2 separate regions of the Sus scrofa genome follow, and region 2 is linked to region 1. A link is a contact called in public HiChIP or PLAC-seq data. All regions are on one chromosome and are shown on one strand. Each heading gives the region's core, a stretch centred on a gene start, on an enhancer-like site or on the middle of the called end of the contact. The rest is flanking DNA. Distances are from core to core; before and after follow the strand shown.

What was found. HiChIP or PLAC-seq counts read pairs in DNA pulled down with a chosen protein or histone mark.
Region 2: a contact with region 1 is called in an H3K27ac HiChIP or PLAC-seq map of alveolar macrophages. The contact joins the promoter of TINF2 here to the promoter of RABGGTA in region 1. A contact is called at or near these places in 4 of 47 Hi-C or Micro-C datasets (embryonic fibroblasts, heart right ventricle, liver and 1 more) and 2 of 2 datasets of contacts at active chromatin or transcription factors (alveolar macrophages and skeletal muscle).

What each region holds. Positions count from the first base shown.
Region 1 is chr7:75,020,199-75,026,127 of Sscrofa11.1, forward strand. It overlaps RABGGTA (Rab geranylgeranyltransferase alpha subunit), which reads left to right and starts at 1,930. Exons shown (of 16, transcript NM_001098593.1): 1 at 1,930-1,977; 2 at 2,138-2,248; 3 at 2,619-2,743; 4 at 2,929-3,116; 5 at 3,378-3,581; 6 at 3,903-3,986; 7 at 4,071-4,153; 8 at 4,244-4,345; 9 at 4,454-4,559; 10 at 4,655-4,706; 11 at 4,880-4,968; 12 at 5,111-5,199; 13 at 5,291-5,407. The coding sequence starts at 1,975.
Region 2 is chr7:75,054,307-75,060,204 of Sscrofa11.1, forward strand. It overlaps TINF2 (TERF1-interacting nuclear factor 2), which reads left to right and starts at 2,485. Exons shown (of 8, transcript XR_002345917.1): 1 at 2,485-3,029; 2 at 3,172-3,276; 3 at 3,396-3,497; 4 at 3,576-4,686; 5 at 4,773-4,840; 6 at 4,947-5,044.

The DNA.
Region 1 (5,929 bases), core at 680-3,179:
CCAATTTGACCCCTAGCCTGGGAACTTCCATATGCTGCAGGTGTGGCCCTGAAAAGAAAAAAAATTAAAAAAAGATAAAAGGAGTTATTCTGGCAAAGGAAGGGCTGTGGAAGAAAAAGAATAAAGAAGAGGGAACAGACTAGATGCCTGGGAAACTGCAAGTCCTTCTATCAGCTGTAATGAAGGGTTTTTAACAGGGACAGGCAGGACATGACACCCGAGGGGCAAGCAAGTCCCATGTGCCAAGAATCTTGATGTGCTGACCTGAGACGTTCAAAGTCTTTCCTAAAAAGTTGTCAGGAGCCATGGAAGGGTTTTAGGCAGAGATGTAACATGACTGAATTTACATTTCGGAAAGACTGATTCAGCAGCACAGGGATGAACTGATAAAAGAGGGGACAGGATGGAGATGGGGGAACACTGAAAAGACTTTCAACAATCCCAGGAATAAATATGCTTAAGTTTTTAATGTAGTGGGAATGGAAGGATACTAAAGAAATGTTGGGGGGGGTCATCCACTAAAATAGGAAACATAAAGGCTAAAGTTTAGACTGGAAGGGGAGACAGTAATATCTCTCAACTTTTGGAGTTTGATGGGACAACTAGGTGCTACCTAATAAGCTTGTGAATGTGTGTTTGTGTGTATATTTTTTTCTAATATTAAAGTTTGCAAGACATCTGGGCTGGAGACATGTTTGAATGTCATCAAACTTACAGGTAGAAATTAAAACCACGACTGTGGATGAAGTCACCCAGGGAAATTGTGGGTCAGAAGTTCTGTGGACCCAGGATAGAACTCTGGGGAGCTCCAGCTCCAAGCAGTTGAAGACTTGGGTCTGTGAACATTCTCCCGGGAAGGTGTTCAAAATGGAAAGGAGTGAGGGAAGGGCCCTGGAAACCCACATTTAGGGGAGGAGAAAGTTAACAGATGAGAAGGGGAGGGCAAGTGTGCAGGAGAAGCCAGGACAGGGGGTCCGAGGGAGGTCAGTTGCATCAAATGCTGCAAAAGTCTCCTGCTGTCTAGTACTAGGAACTCTATCTAGTCACTTATGATGGAGCATGATGGAGCATAATGTGAGAAAAAGGAATGTATATGTGTACGTGTGACTGGGTCACCTTGCTGTACAGTAGAAAATTGACAGAACACTGTAAACCAGCTATAGTGGAAAAAATAAAAATCATTTATAGAATAAAATAAAACCATGACCAGAAAAGTGGTTAAAAACAACAACAACAACAAATGATGCAAAAGTCAATGAAAGACAGGAAAGCCCATCCCTTAGATTTGGCAACTAAGAGGTGTACAGTGCGGCCAGAGTGAGGTCAAGCGAGCGATAACGGCGTGGGCTTCCGGCTGGTGGCGAAAACTTTTCAACTGAAACACACTTTGAAGAGCTGCCGGGAAGTGCAGACCGCACTGCTTTCGCACCAGCGGCCTAACAGACTGAGACTTGGCGTTTCCGGACTGCCGGCTCCGCCGCAGGCCCTTCGCCAGGCCTGCAGAGGGCGCTGCGCTTCAGAGAGCCGAGGCGTGACGCCGCTCTAGCCAACGTTTGGGCTCGCTGGCGGGCGCCGCATCTCTGCGTTCCGCAGTCCTCCTCGCAGTACAGGTGGGTCCGCGCGCAGGGGGCGGCGGTGCTTGCGAGCTATGGGGCAGGCGGGTAGCGGCACCCATTGGGTGGGGAGTTGTCCCGATCACTTAAGTGCGGCAGATTGGGTCCAGCCCCAGCGGATCGGACTCTGGATAGGGCCGCACGGGTGCAAGCCCCAGTTCGGTGGGTGCCTTTTGGACTTGCAGTGCCTGTCCCAGGACCCCTTATTACCCCAGAGGTCTCCGCCCAGGCTCGCGTGCGACTTCCTGGGGACAGCTAGGGGCGGGGCTCCCAGGGGCGGGGTTCCCATGATTGACACTTCTTTCCTCAGATTTCACGGGCGCTCCTGGACCCTCCCCTGCCCTGAACCTGAGCCAGCACCATGGTGAGAACCCTGAACCTAGCCCCTCTCCTCCGCATGCCCATGCCCACGGCCTTGCCCCGCGTGGCCTTGCCAGATATAAACCTGAGACTCCGCAGTGGGGGTTTGGTGGGTTTGCCCCTGCAAGGCAGCCTGTTCTCGTCCAACCCGCGCATCCCTGTAGCACGGGCGCCTGAAGGTGAAGACATCAGAAGAGCAAGCAGAAGCCAAAAGGCTAGAGCGGGAACAGAAGCTGAAGCTATACCAGACAGCCACCCAGACCGTCTTCCAGAAGGTGGGGCCCTCAGACGTAGCCCCCTCCTGCAGCGGCTCCCTTAGTACAGCACTGAGGCCAAGAGCTGGGCCTTAGAGTCAGACCGCCTGGATCCACATCTGGTTTCTATCACTTAATAGCTGTGTGACCTTAGGCAAACTATTAAATCTCTTTGGACCTCAGTTTGCCCGTCTGTAAAATGGGGCTAATAATTACACTTAAGATTGTTGTTAAAATTAAACGAAAGAATACGAGGAAACCCATATAGTGCTCTGTAGAGTACCTGTTGTATAGTGTGGGATTCACAGAACAGTCTGTAGTTCTATTTATGGTCTTCAGTCCTGTGGTGGGAGATTGATATGATCTCTGACCCTGCTGTCTATCTTCTCAGCGTCAGGCTGGAGAGCTGGATGAGTCAGTGCTGGAACTGACAAGCCAGATTCTGGGAGCCAACCCTGACTTTGCCACACTCTGGAACTGTCGACGGGAGGTGCTTCAGCGGCTGGAGGTCCAGAAGTGCGTAGGGGTTCAGGGCCCAGGGAAGATGGCTCTGGCCTTGCCCCACCTGGGTCCAAGGATAGAGGACGAATGGGGCAGCCGAGGCATAGGCAGAAGGCAGTGGAGGGCTGGGTGCAAAAAGTCAGAGGTGAGCTGAGATTGGGTGTTGGAGGGCCCTGACCCTCATTCCCCTCTGGGTGCAGGTCCCCGGAAGAGTTGGCCGCTTTGGTGAAGGCAGAACTGGGCTTCCTGGAGAGCTGTCTGAGGGTGAACCCCAAGTCTTATGGTACCTGGCACCACCGCTGCTGGTTGCTGGGTCGCCTGCCAGAGCCCAACTGGGCCCGGGAGCTGGAGTTGTGTGCCCGCTTCCTCGAGGTTGATGAGCGGAACTGTACGTGCCTGCAGATTCTGTCCCCACAGGGCTCAATTGCCCCACATCCTGGTACAGCACCTCAGTAAGGCCCAGAGTGGGCAGGGATGGCCTGACAGGCCCAGTGAGCTGATGGCCAAAGGGATGAATGATGGAACCAAATGCATCCTCCGTGGAGTGCGTAGAAGTGTTTCTCAGGGCCTCCAAGGGAACTCCACGGGTACCAACCGGGGAGCTCCTCTGGCCCTGCATCTGAGATGTGCCGTCTGCCCTCCCCTGCAGTTCACTGCTGGGACTACCGGCGGTTTGTGGCCTCCCAGGCAGCTGTCCCCCCCGCGGAGGAGCTAGCCTTCACGGACAGCCTCATCACCCGAAACTTCTCCAACTACTCCTCCTGGCATTACCGCTCCTGCCTCTTGCCCCAGTTGCACCCCCAGCCAGACTCTGGACCCCAGGGGCGCCTCCCTGAGGATGTGCTGCTCAAAGGTAAGCAGAGTCAGGGGGTGCTGTGCAGTGCCGCCTTTCCAGCCCTGATGCCTAGCCCTGTTTCCGAACCTGCCACTGGGTTTACTGAGTACCCACTTTGTGCCTGGCTCTGAGGGTGCACAAGATCCAGCCCCTGGCTGCAGCAAGCTCAGGTGTCCAATGGCAAAGAAAAAAACTGACATATGTAGTAGCCCCTGGGCAAGGCCAGCGTATAAGTGAAACTGAGGGCTGCAGGTTCTCCAAAGAGGAGGTGGGATGTCGGGGTGGCCAGGAGCCCAGCAGGGTCCCAACCACAGCCCCATATCTCCTTGGCCCCCACAGAGCTGGAGCTGGTGCAGAACGCCTTCTTCACTGACCCCAACGATCAGAGTGCCTGGTTCTACCATCGCTGGCTCCTGGGACGAGGTGAGCAGTGGGGAAAGAGGCTTAGTGATTAGAGCTTGGAACAAATGGAAGAATATATAAGGAAGCCTGTTGTCTCCCTTGCAGCTGATCCCCAGGATGCCCTGCGCTGCCTGCACGTGAGCCGGGATGAGGCCTGTCTGACTGTCTCCTTCTCCCGGCCCCTCCTAGTGAGTCTTGCACCCTTTACCGGAGAACATCGTAGATTGGGGGCCTGGTGCTGTTGGAGTGATGGGTCTCTCATTTGTCCTCTGTGCCAGGTGGGCCCCAGCACGGAGACCTTGCTGCTCATGGTTAATGAGTCACCCCTGTCCGTGGAGTGGAGGACCCCAGATGGCAGGAACCGGCCTAGCCATGTCTGGGTATCCCAGGAGTGGTGGGGCAGAGTTGGGGGTGCTGGGGCAGGGTTGGGATAGGACAGTCAGAAAAGTGGGTGCAGCCTGGGCTTTTCCTTAACGTCATGCTCCCAGCTCTGTGACCTGCCTGCCGCCTCCCTCAACGACCATTTGCCGCAACATACGTTTCGTGTCATTTGGACAGCAGGCAATGCCCAGAAGGAGTGTGTGCTCTTAAAAGGTGACACAGCCTGCAGCTTCCACCTCTCGCAGCAGCCCCCCACTCCTCTCCTCCTCTCATGGGTGTCCCCTCCTTCCACCTACTCTTTCTCTCAGGCCGCCAAGAGGGCTGGTGCCGAGACTCAGCCACAGATGAACAGCTCTTCAGGTGATGACAGGGAACATACAGACAAGGAGCAAGGCTCTGGACTCTGGGCATCAGGCAGCTGGGGCGGGGGGGCTGAGGGCTTAAGCAGATGGTCTTGGCCTGGATACTAGGGAGGACTGGTGCCCAGGGCTGTTTGTGGGCATCACCCCCTCCCCCACTTCCTCCACCCTCAGGTGTGAGCTGTCAGTGGAGAAGTCCACGGTGCTGCAGTCTGAGCTGGAATCCTGTAAGGAGCTGCAGGAGCTGGAGCCTGAGAATAAATGTGAGGTCCAATTCCCTGAGATCCTGCTCCTCCAGGGAGGCCCTTTTCTGGGGGCCCCTTGGGGAGAGCAGGGCAGCTCTCCAGAGGATGGGAGCAGAGGAGGATCCAAGGGAGACCATCCTCTTCCCTGCCATCTCCCCAGGGTGCCTGCTCACCATCATCTTGCTGATGCGGGCGCTGGACCCCCTGCTGTATGAGAAGGAGACGCTGCAGTACTTCCAGACCCTCAAGGCAAGTCTGGCCTGTGGAAACCGGTGTAGGGCAGCCCCAATGGGCAGGAGGGCTGCTGACACGCGTTCCCTGTCGGCCCCCTCCCTGCCAGGCAGTGGACCCGATGCGGGCCGCGTACCTGGATGACCTGCGCAGCAAGTTCCTGCTGGAGAACAGCGTGCTCAAGATGGAGTACGCGGACGTGCGCGTGCTGCATCTGGGTCACAAGGTAGGGACTGCGCATGTGCCTTCCTGGCCAGCCCTCTTCCTCACCTCCCAGCTGGCTGGCTTTGATGTCCACTCCCTGGGCTTCGGCTGAGACCCTCACCAGCTCCTGGCTCTGTCTTCAGTCTCAGGTACCTTTCTGGATTCGTCTTCCTCAGCTCATCCCCATGCTTCTCTCCCTGGAGCAGGCACCAACCCCAAAGCCTGGATAGATTCCAGAGATTTCTGACGAACTTTCCAGATTCTTTTTTTCCTCTCTTTGTAGTCCTTCCCAATCAGTCTTCCCGACATAGCAGATCTGTCCCATCACTGCTGCCCACCTTCGCTCCCACCAAAGCAATCCCCCAGACTTACCCGGCCTGCACCTGCCAGGGTCTGTGTCTATCCCAGCACCCTCCTCCACCCCTGTATCTGCCCCCTCCCTCCGCTCTGCTGGCCACCCCAGCCCCAGCTGCACTCACATCTGTCCTTTGTCCTTGACATAGCCAGGGGGTGTGAGGTAAGCTCCCTACCTGCCCCATCCTGT
Region 2 (5,898 bases), core at 1,235-3,734, 35 kb after region 1:
AAGTGGTATCATATGGTATTTGTCTTTCTCTTTCTGACTTATTTCACTCAGGATGAGAGTCTCTAGTTCCATCCATGTTGCTGTAAATGGCATTATGTTGTTCTTTTTTATGGCTGAGTAGTATTCCATTGTGTATATATACCACCTCTTCTGAATCCAATCATCTGTCAATGGACATTTGGGTTGTTTCCATGTCTTGGCTATTGTGAATAGTGCTGCAATGAACATGTGGGTGTATGTGTCTTTTTTTTTTTTTTGTCTTTTGTCTTTTGTTGTTGCTATTTCTTGGGCCGCTCCCGCGGCATATGTAGGTTCCCAGGCTAGGGGTTGAATCGGAGCTGTAGCCACCAGCCTACGCCAGAGCCACAGCAACGCGGGATCCGAGCCGCGTCTGCAACCTACACCACAGCTCACGGCAACGCCGGATCGTTAACCCACTGAACAAGGGCAGGGATCGAACCCGCAACCTCATGGTTCCTAGTCGGATTCGTTAACCACTGCGCCACGACGGGAACTCCTGTATGTGTCTTTTTTAAGGAAAGTTTTGTCCAGATATATGCCCAAGAGTGGGACTGCTGGGTCATACGGGAGTTCTATGCATAGTTTTCTAAGATACCTCCATACTGTTCTCCATAGTGGTTGTACCAGTTTACATTCCCACCAACAGTGCAGGAGGGTTCTCTTTTCTCCACACCCCCTCCAGCATTTATTTGTGGACTTACTAATGATGGCCATTCTGACTGGAGTGAGGTGGTATCTCAGGGTAGTTTTGATTTGCATTTCTCTAATAATCAGTGATGTTGAGCATTGTTTCAAGTGCTTGTTGGCCATCTGTATATCTTCCTTGGAGAAATATCTATTCCGGTCTTTTGCCCATTTTTCCATTGGGTTGTTGGCTTTTTTGCTGTTGAGTTGTATAAGTTGTGTGGAGTGCAGTAAATTTAAAGTGCTGAAGGAAAAAAGCCCACCAACCTAGACTTCTGTATATATCAAAATTATGTCTCAAAAGTGAAATATAACTAGAATTTCATACATGTCTGATCTGGGTACTTCGGGACCTCCAACTAGATGCCCCCTGGGCAGCTGAATATGTGGGGCACCTCAGAAGACTGATCTTAAGTGGAGACGGTGGGGAGCCATTATATCTAGGAAAGGAGATGCCCCAAAGAAAGGGTAATTTCACTAAACCCCTGTAAGGCAGTCAGAGAAGGTAATTAATTCAATCAACAGAAAATGTACATTGTGTGCAGAGGTTCTGTTCCTGGCAATGGAAATGAGAGGCACCAGAAACTGTGACAAGGAGAAAGACAAGTAAAACAGTCATTTACATTAGGGGACTGACTGTAGCAAGTGCGCGGAAGCAATTTGAAAAAGAAAATCTATTTTTATTATTTACTTTAGCACTTCATGATTAAAAAAGAAAAGATAGCAAACATAGAAAACATAGAATATTACCTAGTCTCACCATCTAGAGAAAAACAGGGTAACAATCTGATGTATCTTTTTTTTTTTTTTTGTCTTTTGTCTTTTTTTTTGTTGTTGTTGTTGCTATTTCTTGGGCCGCTCCCGGGGCATATGGAGGTTCCCAGGCTAGGGGTCGAATCGGAGCTGTAGCCACCGGCCTACGCCAGAGCCACAGCAACGCGGGATCCGAGCCGCGTCTGCGATCTACACCACAGCTCACGGCAACGCCGGATCGTCAACCCACTGAGCAAGGGCAGGGACCGAACCCACAACCTCATGGTTCCTAGTCGGATTCGTTAACCACTGCGCCACGACGGGAACTCCTGATGTATCTTTTTAAACTTTGTTTTCGGGTTTGTTTTTGTTTGTTTGGTTGGATTTCCTTTGCTTTTTTAGGGCCACACCCGTGGCATATGGAAGTTCTCAGGCTAGGGGTCGAATGGGAGCTACCGCTGCTGGCCTCCACCACACCCACAGCAACGCTAGATCTGAGGCGCGTCTGCAACCTACAGCAAAGCTCAAGGCAACTGACCCTCAACCCACTAAGCAGGGTCAAGGATCGAACCTGCATCCTCAAGCATACTAGTCAGGTCCGTAACCCGCTGAACCACACCAGGAACTCCCTGTATTTTATTTTTTAAAGGCGGGCGCCCTCTTCTGTTCTGTGAAAGGAAGAACAGTTGAATTCTTAATGGCAGCGGCGCGCCGCCGGGAAAGGCTTTGCAGGCGCTGGTTTGGGTGCCGGGATTTAAGGAATCGTATTTGAGAGGTGAAGACAATGGAGAAAGGAAGTGGCATAGACCTCCTTCAAAGACCAAAAAGCTAGACCTCAAAGAAAGACGTGACTTCTCTATATGCTCCGCAAAAAAACACCGAGGCCAGGGGCGGGACCCAAAACTGCACTCGCCACCACCCACCGGCCGTCAGCAGAGCAGGTCACAGTGGGCGGGAGCCGGCAGCGGCGCAGCCGGATCTGCGGGGGCGTGGCCTTATGACGCGACGTCACGTCTCCTCTGCCTGAAGGCCCATTGGTTCTCCACTGCCACCCTTTTCCGGGGTAGGGAAACTGGTGGCAGAGCCGAAGCGAGGTAGCCGTCCGGTTAGAGACTGCGGCGGCGTCTAAGACACAGCAACCTGGTGCCAGTGTAGCTGGCCAGCTTCTCCATTCGGGCTGCATCCAGAGTTGGGGAAAAAAACCCTAGAATTCTAGTGACCCACGGGAGGGTGTGGACTCAGATCGCGAACTATGCGGCGCAGACCAAAATAGCGGAGTCGGAGGGCCACCGGAAGCCCCACCCCTAGGAGGAGTCGCGAAGCCTCGCCTTGGAGGTAGGAACCAAAAGGGACGGCCCCTGGGGTGGAGCCCGCCGGCCATGGCCGCGCCCCCGGAGGCTGGTCCCGCAGCCCTGCGCTTCGCAGCCGCAGCCAGCTGGCAAGTTGTGCGCGGACGGCGCGTGGAGCATTTTCCGCGAGTATTGGAGTTTCTGCGATCCCTGCGCGCTGCTGCCCCTGGCTTGGTTCGCTACCGGCACCATGAACGCCTGTGTATGGGCCTAAAGGCCAAGGTATTGGAGTCAGTAGGACCTGGTTGAGGGGAAAGGGGAGGGATACGAGGTCCTCTGCTGGACCGACCGCTCTGGAGTGGGACTGGTTGGAAAAGGGTAGCTTGCCCCGACGTGGGGATTCTGAGCTCAGTATTCTTCACAGCTGGTGGTGGAGCTGATCCTGCAGGGCCGGCCTTGGGCCCAGGTTCTGAATGCCCTGAATCACCACTTCCCAGAGTCTGGACCTGTGGTGCGGGACCCCAAAGCCGTGAGTCGTCCCTGGAAGAAGCCCTACCCCCAGTTAACACTTAGGGCAGCACAGTTGCTCCTCCTTCCTGTCACTGGTCCTGATGTCCCTAACTTGTTTGCTTTCCTTACTCCCAACAGACAAAGCAGGATCTGAGGAAAATCTCAGAGGCCCAGGAAACCTTTTGCCAGCAGGTGAAGCAACTAGCAAAGGATTCTGTTGATTTGGCTTCGAACCTACAGGTGGGACTGGCAGCTTTGGAAGCTATGGTGTAGCTTTTTCTTTAGTCCTTTTCTGACCTGCTTCTTTCCTTCCTGCAGGGACTTGAGCAAGAGTATGGGGAAACTTTCCTGGCTGCCATGGAAAAGCTGTTTTTTGAATACTTGTGTCAGCTGGAAAAAGCACTGCCTACACTGCAGGCACAGCAGGTTTCTGGGAACAAAACACATTAAGGGTAGAATGTGGGTGGTTGTGTCAAGGACTGTGGTCTTTATGCCTCTCTTCTCCTTGCCCACAGCTTCAGGATGTGCTGAATTGGATGCAGCCTGGAGCTTCTGTCACTTCTTTTGTCCTGAGCCAGTATGTTGTGGACATGGGGTGGCCACCTCCAGGTACCAGGACCATCTCTGAAAACTAAGAATTTGGGGGTGGAATGTCTAGCCTGAGACTTTTTTTTTTTTTTTTTTGTCTTTTTTGCCTTTTCTAGGGCTGCTTCCGCGGCATATGGAGATTCCCAGGCTAGGGTCTAATCAGAAATATAGCCACCAGCCTACGCCAGAGCCACAGCAACACGGGATCCGAGCCGCACCTGCAACCTACAGCACAGGTCAAGGCTACGCTCATCCCATTGAGCGAGGCCAGGGATCGAACCTGCAATCTCATGGTTCCTAGTCGGATTCCTTAACCACTGAGCCAGGAGGGGAACTCCAGTAGGTTGCCTTTTTAAGCAGCTCTGCTTGCTTTTTCAGAGTGCTCTGCTACTGACTCAGCGACCACCTCAGAGCCCATGGGGCAGAGTCCTCCTCAGCAGCCAAGACCAGCACTCGACAACCCTCTGCCAAAAGCCCAGCCTGGCCCACACCTTCCACAGGGACCAATCTCAAGGAAGCACCCAGAACCTCTGGCTGGCCACCACTTCAATCTGGCCCCTCTAGGCCGGCGAAGAATCCAGTCTCGGTGGGCATCCACTAGCGGAGGCCATAAGGAGCGCCCCACAGTTATGCTGTTCCCCTTTAGGAATCTGGGTTCACCAACACAAGTCATATCTAAGCCTGAAAACAGGGAAGAACATGGGACACACATGGCAGATCCAGCAGGTGCAGTGGGCACCAGAGCGGCCTCTGCTGGCAAGTCTAGGAGTCCATCCAAGACCCTGGGGGGAAGGGCTCTGAAGGAGAACCCAATTGACCTGTCTGCCTCAGAGCAAAAGGAGTGAGTAGACCAGTTGTTTCTCCCTCCTAGTGGCACATTCCCTGCCTGCTTTCCCTTCACCCTGTCTTTGTTTGCTCTCGCCTCAGGAACTGCTTGGATTGCCCCATGGGCCCCCTGAGACTGTCATTATCACCTCCGAGGGCCAGGAAGCCAGGTAGGTCATCCTGAGTCAGGACCGGGTCAGACAGCCCCTTCTCTTGGAGACTCGAGGGTCGATGTTCACCGAGAAGAGTACTTGGACTCTGGTTTCCTCCCTGCAGCGTGTCCTCCGTCTCTGTGCAGCTCTGACATTACCATAGGGGACCTGGTTTTGGACTCGGAGGAGGAGGAGGAGGAAAATGGCCCGAGAGAAGGAAAGGTGAGTAGGAAGCAATGGAAAGCTGGGGGAGGCAGGGGCGCTTAGTGGCAGAACCAAGCAGAAAGCCACATGGTCTGGAGGACAGGGGCTCAGGGCATGTCTCAGTGATGATAGGATGTCCCTGCTCCCTTCTCTGCAGGAATCTCTGGAAAACTATCAGAAGACAAAGTTTGACACCCTGATCCCCACCTTCTGTGAATACCTCCCCCCTTCTGACCCCAGTGCTGAGTCTGTCCCTTTCCCTGACCATATAGACAGTTCTAGACTCCTACGATAGGACTGGCGTGCTCGCGGCACTCAGCCAGTTCCTTCCTCCTCAGTTCTGCATGCAGTTTGGGGGAATAAAGTGGAAGCCTAGGCTTGGACTGACTACATAGTTAAAAAATCACTTTGTGAAGCTTGATAATTAAATTTGGGATTTTTTAAAAGACTGTCTTGGTGTGAGGGAGGGGAATTAAGGCTTCTTTAAGGTCACTGTAGGTTATTCCTTAGAAACAGAACCGGCCTCTCCAGGGCTGGAAGGGGATCCCTTTGCCATTTCACTTCCCCTGGAGAGTGCTGTTCAGATGTGCCCGAAAAGGTTACCAGAGCTGAGCCTGGATAAGAAGTTTCCTTTGGCTACTCTGAAAATACTATGTGAGTCCTGATACCAGAATAGACTTTTGTAAGGCCTCCTACTGCCAGGTTCCCTGGGAGCGGTGGCACTAGGACGGAGATGCTTTGTGGGAAGAGTATGCACTGTCCTTGGCTCTGCTGGGTCAGTGCCTTAGAGCAGCACCCAGATGCTAGCCTTGTGCAGAAAACCCCAGAATCTCTTTTCTTTCTTTCTTTTTTTTTTTTTTTTTTTTTGTCAT